Linked DNA regions of Sus scrofa: all the other regions are linked to region 2. The links are chromatin contacts, called in public HiChIP or PLAC-seq maps. All regions are on one chromosome and are shown on one strand. The core of a region is the stretch at or near the end of the contact, and the rest is flanking DNA. Distances in the headings are between cores, read along the strand shown.

Evidence for each region. HiChIP or PLAC-seq counts read pairs in DNA pulled down with a chosen protein or histone mark.
Region 1: an H3K27ac HiChIP or PLAC-seq map of alveolar macrophages shows a contact between it and region 2. The contact joins the promoter of TBC1D23 here to the promoter of TOMM70 in region 2. A contact is called at or near these places in 2 of 47 Hi-C or Micro-C datasets (blood and liver) and 1 of 2 datasets of contacts at active chromatin or transcription factors (alveolar macrophages).
Region 3: a contact with region 2 is called in an H3K27ac HiChIP or PLAC-seq map of alveolar macrophages. The contact joins the promoter of TFG here to the promoter of TOMM70 in region 2. A contact is called at or near these places in 1 of 47 Hi-C or Micro-C datasets (heart right ventricle) and 1 of 2 datasets of contacts at active chromatin or transcription factors (alveolar macrophages).

Annotation. Positions count from the first base shown.
Region 1 is chr13:158,726,848-158,731,168 of Sscrofa11.1, forward strand. It overlaps TBC1D23 (TBC1 domain family member 23), which reads right to left and starts at 2,438. Exons shown (of 19, transcript XM_021071307.1): 1 at 2,167-2,438. The coding sequence starts at 2,219.
Region 2 is chr13:158,574,154-158,578,362 of Sscrofa11.1, forward strand. TOMM70 (mitochondrial import receptor subunit TOM70) reads left to right here and starts at 2,873. Exons shown (of 12, transcript XM_021071309.1): 1 at 2,873-3,699. The coding sequence starts at 3,373. It also overlaps the pseudogene LOC100522520.
Region 3 is chr13:158,323,785-158,328,174 of Sscrofa11.1, forward strand. It overlaps TFG (protein TFG), which reads right to left and starts at 3,118. Exons shown (of 8, transcript XM_021070561.1): 1 at 2,710-3,118.

The DNA of each region.
Region 1 (4,321 bases), core at 1,188-3,687, 150 kb after region 2:
AAAAACAGTGGAGTAAGAGAATGTATATGAAATGACAACTTGGTATGTTATTGCACAGGATATTACAGAAGTCTATTCATTCACGAACACATCCAGACAATAAACATTTACTGAGCGACCTGCTAACAGCCACTGCCCATGAAAGGTAGTTCACTATCTAAAGAGCAATGATAAATCATGAAATCAAACAAATTTTACAGCATAAGTATGTAATACATATATAAATGTGTTTGTTGATTTAATATAACATATAGTATAGAGAGATAAATTTCTCTGACCAATTCATTCTGTGACATACATTATCTAGAACCCTGATAACTAGAGTAGGGTCCATGAACCAGAAATGTCATCACCCAGGAGCTAGTCAGTCAGTCCCAAGAAAATCTACTGAATCCGAATCTTCATTTTAACAAGATCTCCAGGTAATCCCAATGCACATTTAAATTATGAGAAGCACTTATCTAGAACATAATTACAATGATTATGTTGAAATGTTTCTTTTTAGTTTTTAATGTAGTTCCTAGAAAATTTTAAATTACATATGTGGCTCACATTACACTTCTATTGAAAAGTGCTGGCCTAAATCCTACTCATTTTTTCAAGGCCTAATTCAAACATGTCTGCCTCATGAAGTTTACCCCAAGAACTACAAGTCGACTTGGTTTCTGTCTCCCTGAACACTCATAATATTTTCATTCACATTTCCAAAGAACCCAAACAATTCTACCTCCTTAGCAAGTGTATCTGTTACAGCTCCTTAACTCCAAGATAAGCAAACTTAGAAAATAAACTATATCTAACTATACCTAACTATAAGTTTTCATCCACCTTGGAGAGTGCATGTACTAAGGCGATGCTTGCTATCTGCCAAATGAGAGGTGAATTTCTCAATTATTACAATATCTATCCCTCTCAATGACTTACACTTCTTTTACAAATGTCCAGGATTATTTTTAGGCAGAGAGAGTGCCAGTGAGCTGTATATGTATAATAGAAGCAAGCAAATCTAAAACTATCTAATACATGCTGTCAATACACTTAAATCCATTTTAAGTAAGTAAAAACTCGACAAGCTTCTAAAGGTTTTGCTTTTTTAAAATGACGTTAGCTTTAAAAGTGTTTTGGGAAGATTTCAAAAGTAGCAGACTTTTCCAGAGATTAACGACACTCTGTGACTAAAGTCTACCAAAAAATTGCTGGACGGAGTTCCCGTCGTGGCTCAGCGGTTAACAAATCCAACTAGGAACCATGAGGTTGAGGGTTCGATCCCTGGCCTTGCTCAGTGGGTTAAGGATCCGGCGTTGCCATGAGCTGTGGTGTAGGTCGCAGACGTGGCTTGGATCCCACGTTGCTGTGGCTCTGATGTAGGCCGGTGGCTACAGCTCCGATTCAACCCCTAGCCTGGGAACCTCCATATGCCGCGGGAGCGGCCCCAAAAAATGGCAAAAAGAAAAAAAAAAAAAGAAAAAAAAATTGCTGGAGGTCCTCATCACAACCCCCAGTATAAATCGGGTAAGCATGAAAAGGCCTGGGCGGAGCAAGAGCGATGTCCTACATCGCAACCCAAGCTCTGAAATCGAGCTGTAGGGAAAGTGGTAGGAAGGGAAAAAACTTGTGTGAAAGAGAAGATAGAAACTACTGGAACGTAAAATGAGAAATAAAAACTAGGACAAAAAATACCTCAATTATGTATGAGGGATCCTCCCTAGGTGTATTTCTCAACCTCTGAACCCTCGGGCAAAGGTCGGGTTAGCAATTTCAAGTGGTCTTTTCTTCAAGTATTCAGGTGCCTCAGATCTCCATACGCTAAACTTCTCTCCTAACCAGCCTAATGTAACTCTTCGGAGGCAGGAACTACGGCCAAACCAAGCCCTGAAGCCACATATCTCCAACATGTTTTGGAAAGCGGTGGATGAAAATGGAAGGCTGAAGTGAGGCCCAGCTCCTGGACGACACTCCCCTCCCTACGAGTCCGGCCTGAGACCCCTGGGCACGACAGGACTGCCAGAGGGGACCCGGCGGGCAGAGGGGGCGGGGCAGGGCGCCGGACTCGCAGGACTGGTCTTCCCGTTCCATACCGGCGCCTGCTGGTTCCTCGGGGACCGGCAAGGTGGTGACAAGGAAGAATAGAGGGGCAGTGCGAACCAGCCCAGGGCTTTCACTCACCAGCCGTCGCCGCTCGACGTTGGCGGTGGCGGGACCTCTTCTCCTTCCGCCATTGCTATTGACGTCCACGTCACTTTGCCGAAAAGTGGACCCGGCGCCGAGACCGACTGAAACCCAATGTCGCAAAAGGGCCTCGGAAGTCTGGGACTGAGCTTCTGGATGAGGGAAAGGAAGACTGGAGGAACTCAACGTCACGACGTCCCGAGGGCGAAAGGCAGCTTGGAGGAGGAGACTCGGTGAGGTGCTGCCCCGCCAAAGACTACGTGTCCCAGGATGCCGCAGGGCCTGGGCCGTGCGCAGTGGGCGGGGCTTGGTGAGGGCCTGCGCCCCAGTAGGAGGCCTTGTGAGCGTCGCTTCTTGGCGTCCAGTTAGCGTCTTCGTTCCGTCTTGGCGTCCTACTTGAAGTCAGATTTGAGAGGCCTAGAGAGTGGGGAGAGGAGGCGAGGTGAGAAGTCCACAGGGACGGTGGAGATAGGAGAGTCATATATGAACTATTTCCTAGAGTAACAGTTGTGTTTGAGGAGAGAGTGGGATGTGAGGAAAAGTCACAACCACCCCTCTTTGTGGGGTACGGTCACACGTACAAATGGTGACCACATACTTGATGTCTGAATAGAAGTCGTATTAAAAAAAAAAAAAAAAAAAAAGCGCTAAACAGTAAAGGAAATCTGCTCCAGCCGCCCACCTTTGTAAACATACCTTTCTAATATGGAAGATCAAGTCCAAATTTAGAATTCCGGAACTCTGTGGAGTTGCAGGCAGGGATCACTGCCACGTTTCTTCTCTTCCCGCGCCACTTCCCCCTTCACTCCAAATGAGAGGACACCACGGCCTCCACATCCAAGCTCAGTCCACACCATCACCACCAAAGCACCAGCTCTTTGTTTCCTCTTGACCACCCCTGGGCCTAACAGTAGACATGAGTTCAGGAGGTTGGACCTAGGGAGATGCTTTTGCAAATCCTGGACCCAATGCTCTTGAAATAGAGCCACATGTATCAATATAGATAATCTGGAAAATATGATGTTAAAAGAACAGAACAGACTGCAGAAGGGCAGATAAAGTACAGTGTCATATTGGGTGTTAAAAATAGGCAACATGGGAGTTCCTACTGTGGCTCAGTGGTAACCAACCCCACTGGTATCCATGAGGAAGTGAGTTCAATCCCTGGCCTTGCTCAGTGGATTAAGGATCTGGTGCTGCCATGAGCTGTGGTGTAGGTAGTAGACATGGCTCAGATCTGGTGTTGCTGTGGCTGTGGTGTAGGCCAGAGGCTACAGCTCTGATTGGCTCCTAGCCTGGGAATTTCCACATGCCTGGGGTGCAGCCCTTAAAAAAAAAAAAAGGGCAGCACAATGTATTTATTAATAGATGCATATATGCTTTTTAGAAATGCACCAGAATGATATATTAGAAAAATCGGAAGGGCAGTTCTCAAGGATAAACACAGCCAGACATTAGTTAAAGCAGCAAAACAGTTTGACAGTAGGGGAAAGGACTGAGCTCCATCCTGATTTGTTCAGAGATGATTAGGGGTTTTAAAGGGAGAATGAGCCAGCAGGGAGATCGGGACTCATTAGAGTTAGATAAGTGAAAAATGACAAAGCCTTGGTCAGTGTAATTGTGTCTAGGCCAGCTGTATCTGCTAGCTGGCAATTTTTGAGTTTAGGATTTTTCCCTCCCACAGAAACTGGGAGGCAGAGATCCTGTCCTTCCTGATGATTGAATACATTTCAAAGGAATAGCTCTCAGGTCCTTGAGAAGGACACTTCTAAGTTCAAGATACATATTCACAATTGCAAGCTCTTCCTAGTAAACACACCAGGAGAGGTCAGTATTTTTCATCAGGTGTTGGCTAGGTCAAACAGTAAATTCTCCAAGCAGACAATGAGCTTTCTCAATCAGGTCTTTAATGAGATTCAGTAGGGACTAGGGTCATTTTAGGGACACAGCCTTAAGTTGCTAAAAACCATGCTAGAATTTGATCAAGTCTCAGTGCACGGGTTCGGACAGAGTTGTTATGTGCTGGAAAGTTCTGCAGTTCTCACAATTACATCTGTGGGAGGGGAGGAAATGGCTTCAATTACGTTTTTAATATTGTGTTTCTAAAGAGCTGAGAAGTGGCTATGTATGTTCAGTATTTATAGAGTCAACA
Region 2 (4,209 bases), core at 1,623-4,122:
ATTGATATAGAGCATTGGCCCAATAACAAAAATAGAGAACAGTAGCTGGAAATTTATCTCATTCATGTTCAAGATAAAAGGGTTAACCATTCTTTCCATTATTTTCCGCAGATAAGTCCTTTCTTTCATATTTAAATCTGCTGGCAACTGAATTCTGACTTTTTTCCAAACTACTGTATGAAGAGGATGCTGAAGGCCATCACAACACAGCATACTGCAACATAAGGACTCTTCTGTTCATCAATTCTAGCACACTTCCAAAGTATACCCAACAATCCAGTTTTATTTCTGTCCAGTAGGCTGGGTGCCAAGGATCAGATTTAAGTACAGGTACATATAAGCAGCAAGATTACAGTCAACAGACTCTGAAAGTTGAAAATGGCAGACATAGTGAGGCCGGCAAAGCCCCAGCTACATCACCCTTCCTGGCTCAAAATTTCAATTTTTAAAAAAATGAGACATCGCCTTTAACATTTAGAAAAACAGAAAATTAGGCATTTGAGTGTCTAATAATTTGTAACATACATTACACTAAAAAGACCTTAAGAATTATCTAATTAAATCTTTAATATAACTTGAAAGGTGTGTGATTTCAGTACTTCACAGCTTAGAAATTTAGGCATCAGGTCTGTAAGGTTACAGAAGTAGTGACACTTTTACTCAGTTCTATGTTAGAATCACTTAAGAAATGGTAGAGAAAATGGGAGAAAGAGATGAATAGGCTAGGGAATGGAAATTAGATGTTTAACAAAGTATTAAAGTAACAATGGCAAATTCAAGTACTGATGCGGATTTTAAAAATAAAACCAAAGAAAACCAAACCTTTACATAAATATCAGCTAATTAAACAAAATGTTTCAAGTAGCTCTAACTTGTCTTTAGGGAATTGGGTGGCTGGAAACTGGGGTTGGAAGACTTTTCAAAGTAACTTTTGGCTTGTAGCTATAACAATCTATTACCTATTCCAATAAATAAATATTTGCTTTAAAAACTTTTTTTTTTTTTTTTTCTTTTCTAGGGCTGCACCCAAGGCATATGGAGGTTCCCAGGCTAGGGGTCTATTCGGAGCTGTAGCCGCCGGCCTACGCCAGAACCAGAGCAATACGGTATCCCAGCCTGCAACCCACACCACAGCTCATGGCAATGCCAGATCCTTAACCCACTGAGCAAGGCCAGGGATCAAACCCGCAACCTCATGGTTCCTAATTGGATTCGTTAACCACTGAGCCATGACAGGAACTCCTGCTTTAAAAACTTTAAATGTTTTAATTCCTACCAATAGTTTGTAATTACTAGCATTCTGAATCTTATGAGGCTGTAGAAAAACTTAAATTTCAGGAAAGAAAAATCCTACTGTTCTGAAAAAGCAAAGGAAAAATTTCTTTAAGGAGATAGGAGACTTGCCTTTGGGGGATGGGAATCAGGAAGGAAGAGAAGTTGTTGCCTGGAACAATCACTATTTGATCAAATAATTCTATTGCTATTATTTTTAGCTCCTCTAAAAACGCCTGTTGCTAAGGAACCCGATTGCCTGAAAGCAATTTACTAATAGGAACTCAGGGGAAGCAAAAGAGCAAAGCAATAATCCTGAAACTTTCCAATTAGGCCATTCTAATTTAGTCAGTCTATTTTGGTACCACTTAATAAATTATCTCCTTTCAATCTTTATGCAGTGCTGTTGTGGTGTTGAAAATCCTCAGTTGTATCCCAAAACAAAATGATCATTTGTAAATTTTTTTTTTTTTTTTTTTTTTTTTTTTTTGTCTTTTTGGGGCTGCACCGGAGCATGTGGAAGTTCCCAGGCTAGGGGTCTAATTGGAGCTGCAGCTGCCCACCTATGCCACAGGCACAGCGAGCAACTCTGGATCTGAGCACATCTGTGACCTGCACTGTAACTTTCCACAATGCTGGATTCTTAACCCACTGAGCCAGGCCAGGGATAGAACGTGCATCCTTATGGATATTTGTCCGGGTTCTTAACCTGCTGAGCTACAACAGGAAATCCCATTTGTAAATTTTTAATGTAAGGTGTGCACAGTATATGTGAAATGAGAAGCCGTAGTTGGGAATTCTGATTTTCTATTAATTCTTTTCTTTTTGAAAATACTGTGAATTCTAAACAATTCCTTGCAGGGGAAATTTCTGTATTTTAAGAGGTCTAGTGCAGATCATGTGGAAACGATTTGACAGTTCTTAGATACATGAAAGCCTTGAGTTGAAATTTCAACTTGGGAATGTGGCAAGAGGACTGAAACATCTAGTGCAAAACAGGAATGACAACGGGCGTTTCACAGCGCTGGGGAGAGCCTGTATGCTCCAGGGAGCGAGGTGTGGGCTGGGGTGTTAGGCGGAATCCGGTACGACACAAATACATATAGGAAAGGTGGGAACTCTGGGTTTTCCGCATTTCTACCTACTCAGTTCGGGAACCTCATAACAACGCAGAGACGGCATGGCTTTCGCAATTGGTGTGGAATGTAAGTCGCAGGGACCCCGTTCAAGCCATTTTGACTGGGGCCAACTAGATTTGCCCGTTTCTACCGTCTGAGTTCTGCTACCTGTTGTTGCCCCCAATGACCTCAAATTAGTCCAAACTAAAACCTGGCCATGGTAGAGCTAAGATCAGTGATACAGCAGGCTAACGTCAGCTTTGGGCTCTTTCCTCATACATCTTTAAAAGTCCTTCCAATCCGTTGGTTTCCTCTGACACGTGAACAACCGAGCCAACGGCCTCCCGGCTCTGAGAAGCGCCAACGTGGCAGTAACAAGAAAAATGTGTGGTCCAAATTCTACCAATGAACTGAGTGGCTCGGCCTATGCCCCGCCCACCATTCCTTACAGCCAATAACCTTCATAACTCTTCGCCACTCCCGCCCATTCTTAGAGCGGCTTCGAGCTTTTTCCTATACTCGCGTGAGCGCTGTAAAACCGCTAGATATGCGGCTCGCCCCAGCCTCCCTAGAGCATAGGGCCCTCTGCCCTTCGTTACTGAAGGCGTAGGGGACGGCGTCGGATACCACCGAAGTCACAAGGCCGCAGAAGTTAGTCTCACAAACAGCAGCGAGAGGAAAGAAAAGAGAAAGAACTGCCTGGGTTGTTCACTTCACGCCCAGCACCTTGACCCGGAACTATTCTACACTTCTCCTCCCCCATTCTCGGTTGAGAAGGGAAGAGAAGAACCGCCAGTTCTGGCCCGGCATGCCTTGGGCTTCCGGTGACCTCTGGCCCTTTTCTGTCGTCCGCTCTTGCTGCCTAGCGTGCTCGCTCGCTCACTGCTTTCCTTCCGTGACTCGCTCCGGTTTACGTTCGCACGCTGCCTGGTGACTGTGGCGCCAGCGACAAGCAGGGAGGCGGTGGCGGAGGACACCCGTCATGGCCGCCTCTAAACCTGTGGAGGCGGCGGTGGTCGCAGCGGCTGTGCCCAGCTCCGGGAGTGGAGTGGGCGGTGGCAGTGCGACTACAGGCCCGGGCACCGGGGGCCTGCCGCGATGGCAGCTCGCCCTGGCAGTCGGAGCGCCCCTGCTGCTGGGCGCGGGTGCCATGTACCTGTGGAGCCGGCAGCGGCGGCGCCGGGAGACCGGGGGCCGAGGCGACGCCGGCGGCCTGAAGCGCAACAGTGAACGGAAGACCCCGGAGGGCAGGGCAAGTCCGGCTCCGGGCAGCGGACACCCCGAAGGCCCCGGTGCTCACCTGGAAATGGTGAGAAGCATCCCCGGGCTGTGGAGGTGGAGCCCGGCGGGTGCAGCCTTTCCTTGGCGGGTTGTGCCGGTCAGGGGGCTTCCCATCAGACCGGGGCAGCCAAGTGGCAGCACTTGGGTTTAGGGAAACTCAATTTGGCTGCCTTTATTGAGATTGAAGTAGCCCGAGGGCACAGGTTAGCGTCCTTCGTTGACAGTTTCCTTTTGGTTTTGGAAAAATACCTGTTTTTCTTCTCAGTGACACAGCATTTATCCCTAGCGTTGTGGGTATGGAGACGTTTGTAAACGTGATGATTGTATTTAATTAACTAGTAGAGGAAGTCAAATGCCCTTAACTATTGCTACAGTACGGTATGAACTGTTTTGGTGATTTCCAAGGCCTGGAACTTAGTAATAACCTTTTAATAAAGAGCCACTCCCCTTTTTTTGAAGGGTGGAAGATGGGTAAATACAGTGACTGTTGGGTAATGAGAGTACAGTGGTGTTCAGGAGCATTTATTTCATCTGTGGG
Region 3 (4,390 bases), core at 1,868-4,367, 250 kb before region 2:
AACACCACACTTTTCTACTGGCGGCTTTCTGTTTTCTCCTCTCAAATTTGTTATTTCATTTACATCATTTTTAGTTTTCATTATTCTCTACATTTACTCCTTTGTGTATGTATGCGAAAAAACTCCACTTGGCCCCCAATACATCAACACCTGAAGAAAGCTTTCACCAATCCTAATTTATTTAAACAATAGTACACATAAATGCTCTAATAGTCTTCATATAAATGCCCTATGTCCTTCCATTAACTACTCCTTAAACATAGTTTAATTTTTCCTTTTTTTCTTTTAATTTTTTAATTTTATGGCCACACCCACAGAATAGGGACATGCCTGGGCCAGGTACTGAATCTGAGCCACAGCTGCAACCTACACCACAGCTGTGGTAATGCCAGATCCTTCAACCCACCCGGCTGGGCCAGGGATCAAACCTGTGCCGCCACAGCAACCCAAGTTACCACAGTCAGATTCTTAACCAAGTGCGGCACAGCCAAGAACTCCTTAATTTTTCTTTTAAAATGTCTCCTGACCCCCTTGCCATCCTTTGAACAAATTAATTCTGGGAATGAATCTTTAATGCCCCATGTTAAAACGGGGCATTAAACACTGAATCTAACACTCTAAGGTCAGTTCAGAACAGAGTGGATTGTGTTCCACGATCTGGATGCTATGTTTGTCTTACTATAAAATAAGAATAGTTAGTTTTTTATCTGCAAATTCTGACAATTGACTTCTCATAAAGAGTCTGAAACCTCCATACATCTCGCCCTGTTAGCCAAACCAGCCCTTTTCATTCAGGAAACACTTACTGAATACCTTCTATGTGCCAAACTCTGAAGTATAATTACTTCAACAAGATGATAATTTGTTTGTTATCACCTTGTCTTGCAGCCTGAGAATAATAAAGAACTTCACAAATCAATGTACATTACCTTCTCTTACCTATAAGATGTGTAAACAGGCAATAATGCAGCTAAGGACCAGGGCTTAGCTTTAGCAGGACAGTACTACCTACTCTAAGCAGCATCTAGAATAGTGCCTGACATACATACAGTAAATATTTAAAGACTTGTTTTTGTTCCCTAAACAAAAGATGAATGACAAATAATGAAGTTCCGCTAAACGACTGAGAGAAAAAAAGCTATACTACCAGGTCAGTTCCTAAGCCAAACCTTTACAATGTACCTTCTTTACATAGCTAGAAGTGCCTCTTTACGACATACCCCTAATTAAAAGAAATTTCCAACATCGAAAATAACTGACATAACCCTTTTGATTGTGAGGAGACTGTTGCTCGGTTCCAACGGATCTGAATATGAGTCTCTTTTACTTTGCATTTGCCATGTCTGCAAATTCACTTAATGGTTGATGTTTCCTAAAGTCTGTAAACTACCTGTGGCCAGGAACTGGGCCTTCTCTAAGGTTTCACCCAGTTTGTGCTGCAGTCTCCATAAAGCATGCACTCAAGCATCACAAAAATAAAAGTACCACAAAATTTTCCCTTCCAGAGAAAATCCCGTCCCCACATTTTTTTTTAATGTAACACTAGACTCAGGTCCTCTTTTTCTCTAACTTCAATCACAAAGTATGGATGGGTATGGACTACTATGAACTGCTGGTGAGATCCTTACAGCTCTTCTTCTCCCATCTTGTCCTTGCCTCCCTCCCTCTGAAAACCAGAAATGACACAGCCACAAACTTATGAAATCTTCCAACAGAAACACTGTTCTCAGAACTGGAGAATAAAGTGACATATCCAAAGACACACATAAAAAGCCTGCCTGCCTCTTGAACCAGCATCTAGGTTCATGGCCAAACCTCCAGCTCCACTCCCCTTGTGGTTAGGGCCTTGCAAAAATTCAGAGAAGCCTGCATAGGCACCTCCAGAGGATAACAACTGCCTTTAAGAAATCCTAAGCAAAATCAACCCTTGAGTATTCCAAATAATTCAAGAAGCCTCAAATCCTGCCCGACTCGAGGCAGTGTAGTAAAATGATAAAGATTCCCACTACTAGCTATGTGACCTTAAGCAAATACTTCACCAAGCCTCATTTCCACCATATGCAAAACAGAAATAATATCTAAATTTGAAAGAATCTTTGTGATGATTCAATGAGACCATGCATCTAAAGTACTTTCATACTGCCTTGAAAACTAAACTCTTAAAAGTTAGTTGTCATCACCACTATCAAACTAGGTTGGGCCTCCAGACGGCGCTTGATTAAACACTGACATAGCCAAGGAACAAGGTTTCTCCTATGTAAGCCAATCAACTTACTTCCGAAGGTGCCATCCTCCACCTTCTCACCCTTACAAGCCCCCTAGAAAGTTAGGCGCTGGACCGCGCCAGGCCTCCCAAAGTCCCTCTCCTCCCCCTCGGTCAGCCCGACCCCTTGGACCCGGGCAGAATGGGTGCAAGAGCACTTGCTGCCCCAAACAACCCCCCCGGAGAATCCCTCCCGCCGAGGCCCGCTTCGCTGCCTCAGTTGCTGCCGAGAGCCCTTGCCCTTCCCCTCCCCCTCTGTGGCCTCCCCTCCCCCACGCGAGGCCCCGCCCGGCCTCCCTCTTCCTGGCTCCAGCCCCTTCCCACCGCCCCTCCAACCCCACCTGCCCCGCACCCGCCGGTTAGAAAGAAGCCGTCTCGGCGTTTCTAAGTCTCCCGGGCCGCCTAGCCCGAGAAGTCGGCCGCGCCCCCGCCTCCAGCGGCCATACCGGTTTGCCGAGGCCGCCGCCACCCCTCCGCAGGTCTCCGCTGATTCAACTCGTGCGAGGCTGCCACTGCCAGGCTCTGGGGCGCTGGGAGAAAGCTGCAGTCACGGCCCACTCGGTTGCCCTCCGGCCCGCCGCACCTCGCTGGCAGGCTTGCGCTGGCCCCGGCCAATCGCACAGACCCACCAAGCCTAGCGAGACCTCGGGCCCAGTACGTGGCAGGTGGGGAAAGCAGAGGGGGCGGGTACAAGAAGAAAACTGTGCGTTCGCTCCGCCTCAGAGCGAGCAAGCCAACCCAGAACGCATGCGCGACGGCTGGGGGCCCCCTGGGACTGACCACGTCCAGGCCTGCAAGGCCCTGGGTCTGCTTTCTCACTGGATGACCCAGTGTAGGAAGTGAGAGCGCAACGGAAGCGCGCATGCGCGGGGCGTGACCAGGCACTTCCGGTTTTCCAGAGCGCTAGCGTTTTCCTTCGCTCGCCCGTGGGCGGGGCGTAACTTGGTGTCCTGTACTCCTTTTGAGAGCGGATTGAAAGTGGGCATTTGTCCAAGTCTGAGTGTTTTTTTGTTTTGTGGCCATTGTAGTTTTCCTAGTCCTATCTCAAAAAAACCAACCCTTTTCCTGCCTTCCTTTTACAAACTCATTCATTCATTGTTGGGCGCCTACGCTTTCGCCAAGCCCTGTGCTGGAAATGGGAATGGAATCAGTTTGTAAGCAAGGAGTTACACAGCGTTTACGAGTTATGAGTGTGTAAAGGGTAAAGGCTGGGAAATCATGGCTGATTAAAGATTCCAGAAGCCTTTTTGGAACTAAACTATTTGAGCGTACCCTACATACTCTTCCCTCGCTCTAACCGCATATGCTAATTTATGTAAGACACTCTCTGACGGGGGTGGGGCGGAATAGGTGATGATATCTGAGTTTCGGGGTCAGTGCTGTTGTAAAAGTTGCAAGGAATTTTGCCTTCTAAGACTAAGCAAAAAGCAATGTGAACTTACTTGCTTCCCCAGCTGTTCACCAGATGAAGTGAATTCAGGGTGAGAAGTTATTGTTATTTTAGTAGTTTAAGAAATATGACATTTTTGCAGCTTTAAGTCTGAAAAGTTCTGTTTGAGAGTGAAATATATGAGTTTAAAATTCTTTTGCATCTGAAAGGTATTTTCCAATGCTGTATGGAGCAATTGCTTCCAGGGATTGAGAAGCGGAAGACTGAAGAAAGAATGAAAAAAGTTCCAGATTTTATCCTTCAGTGCTTGTTGTGACTTGAATATCCAAATTTGGGAAAATGAACTGCTGTCCAATAATAGTGTCCTGAGGTCTTTGAAATGGCTTGAGGTTGGATTAAAAAAAAAACTACACAAATGTGGACATAGGTAAAAAACTCTCAAAAGAAGTAAGGAATACCACAATCTTCCTAATGAGAGGTCAGAACCTGGAGCAGGGTCAAAGTGAACCTTAGCCTGAAACGAGGGGAAAAAATTTCCCCTTGCTAGGTTCAGAGGAAAGGGGCAATCACTCAAGAGTCTTGCCATTGAGGAGAAATAAACTGATCTCTGTTAAACTGAGGCCAGCTGGAAGCTGGGAAGAAAGCACCCATAGAGTGGTCTTCTGGAACCCTGAAAGCAGTTTAAGGTTCTTTATGTTGTAATTCCCTCGTGCTTCATCCTCAAGCAATCAGTGAAG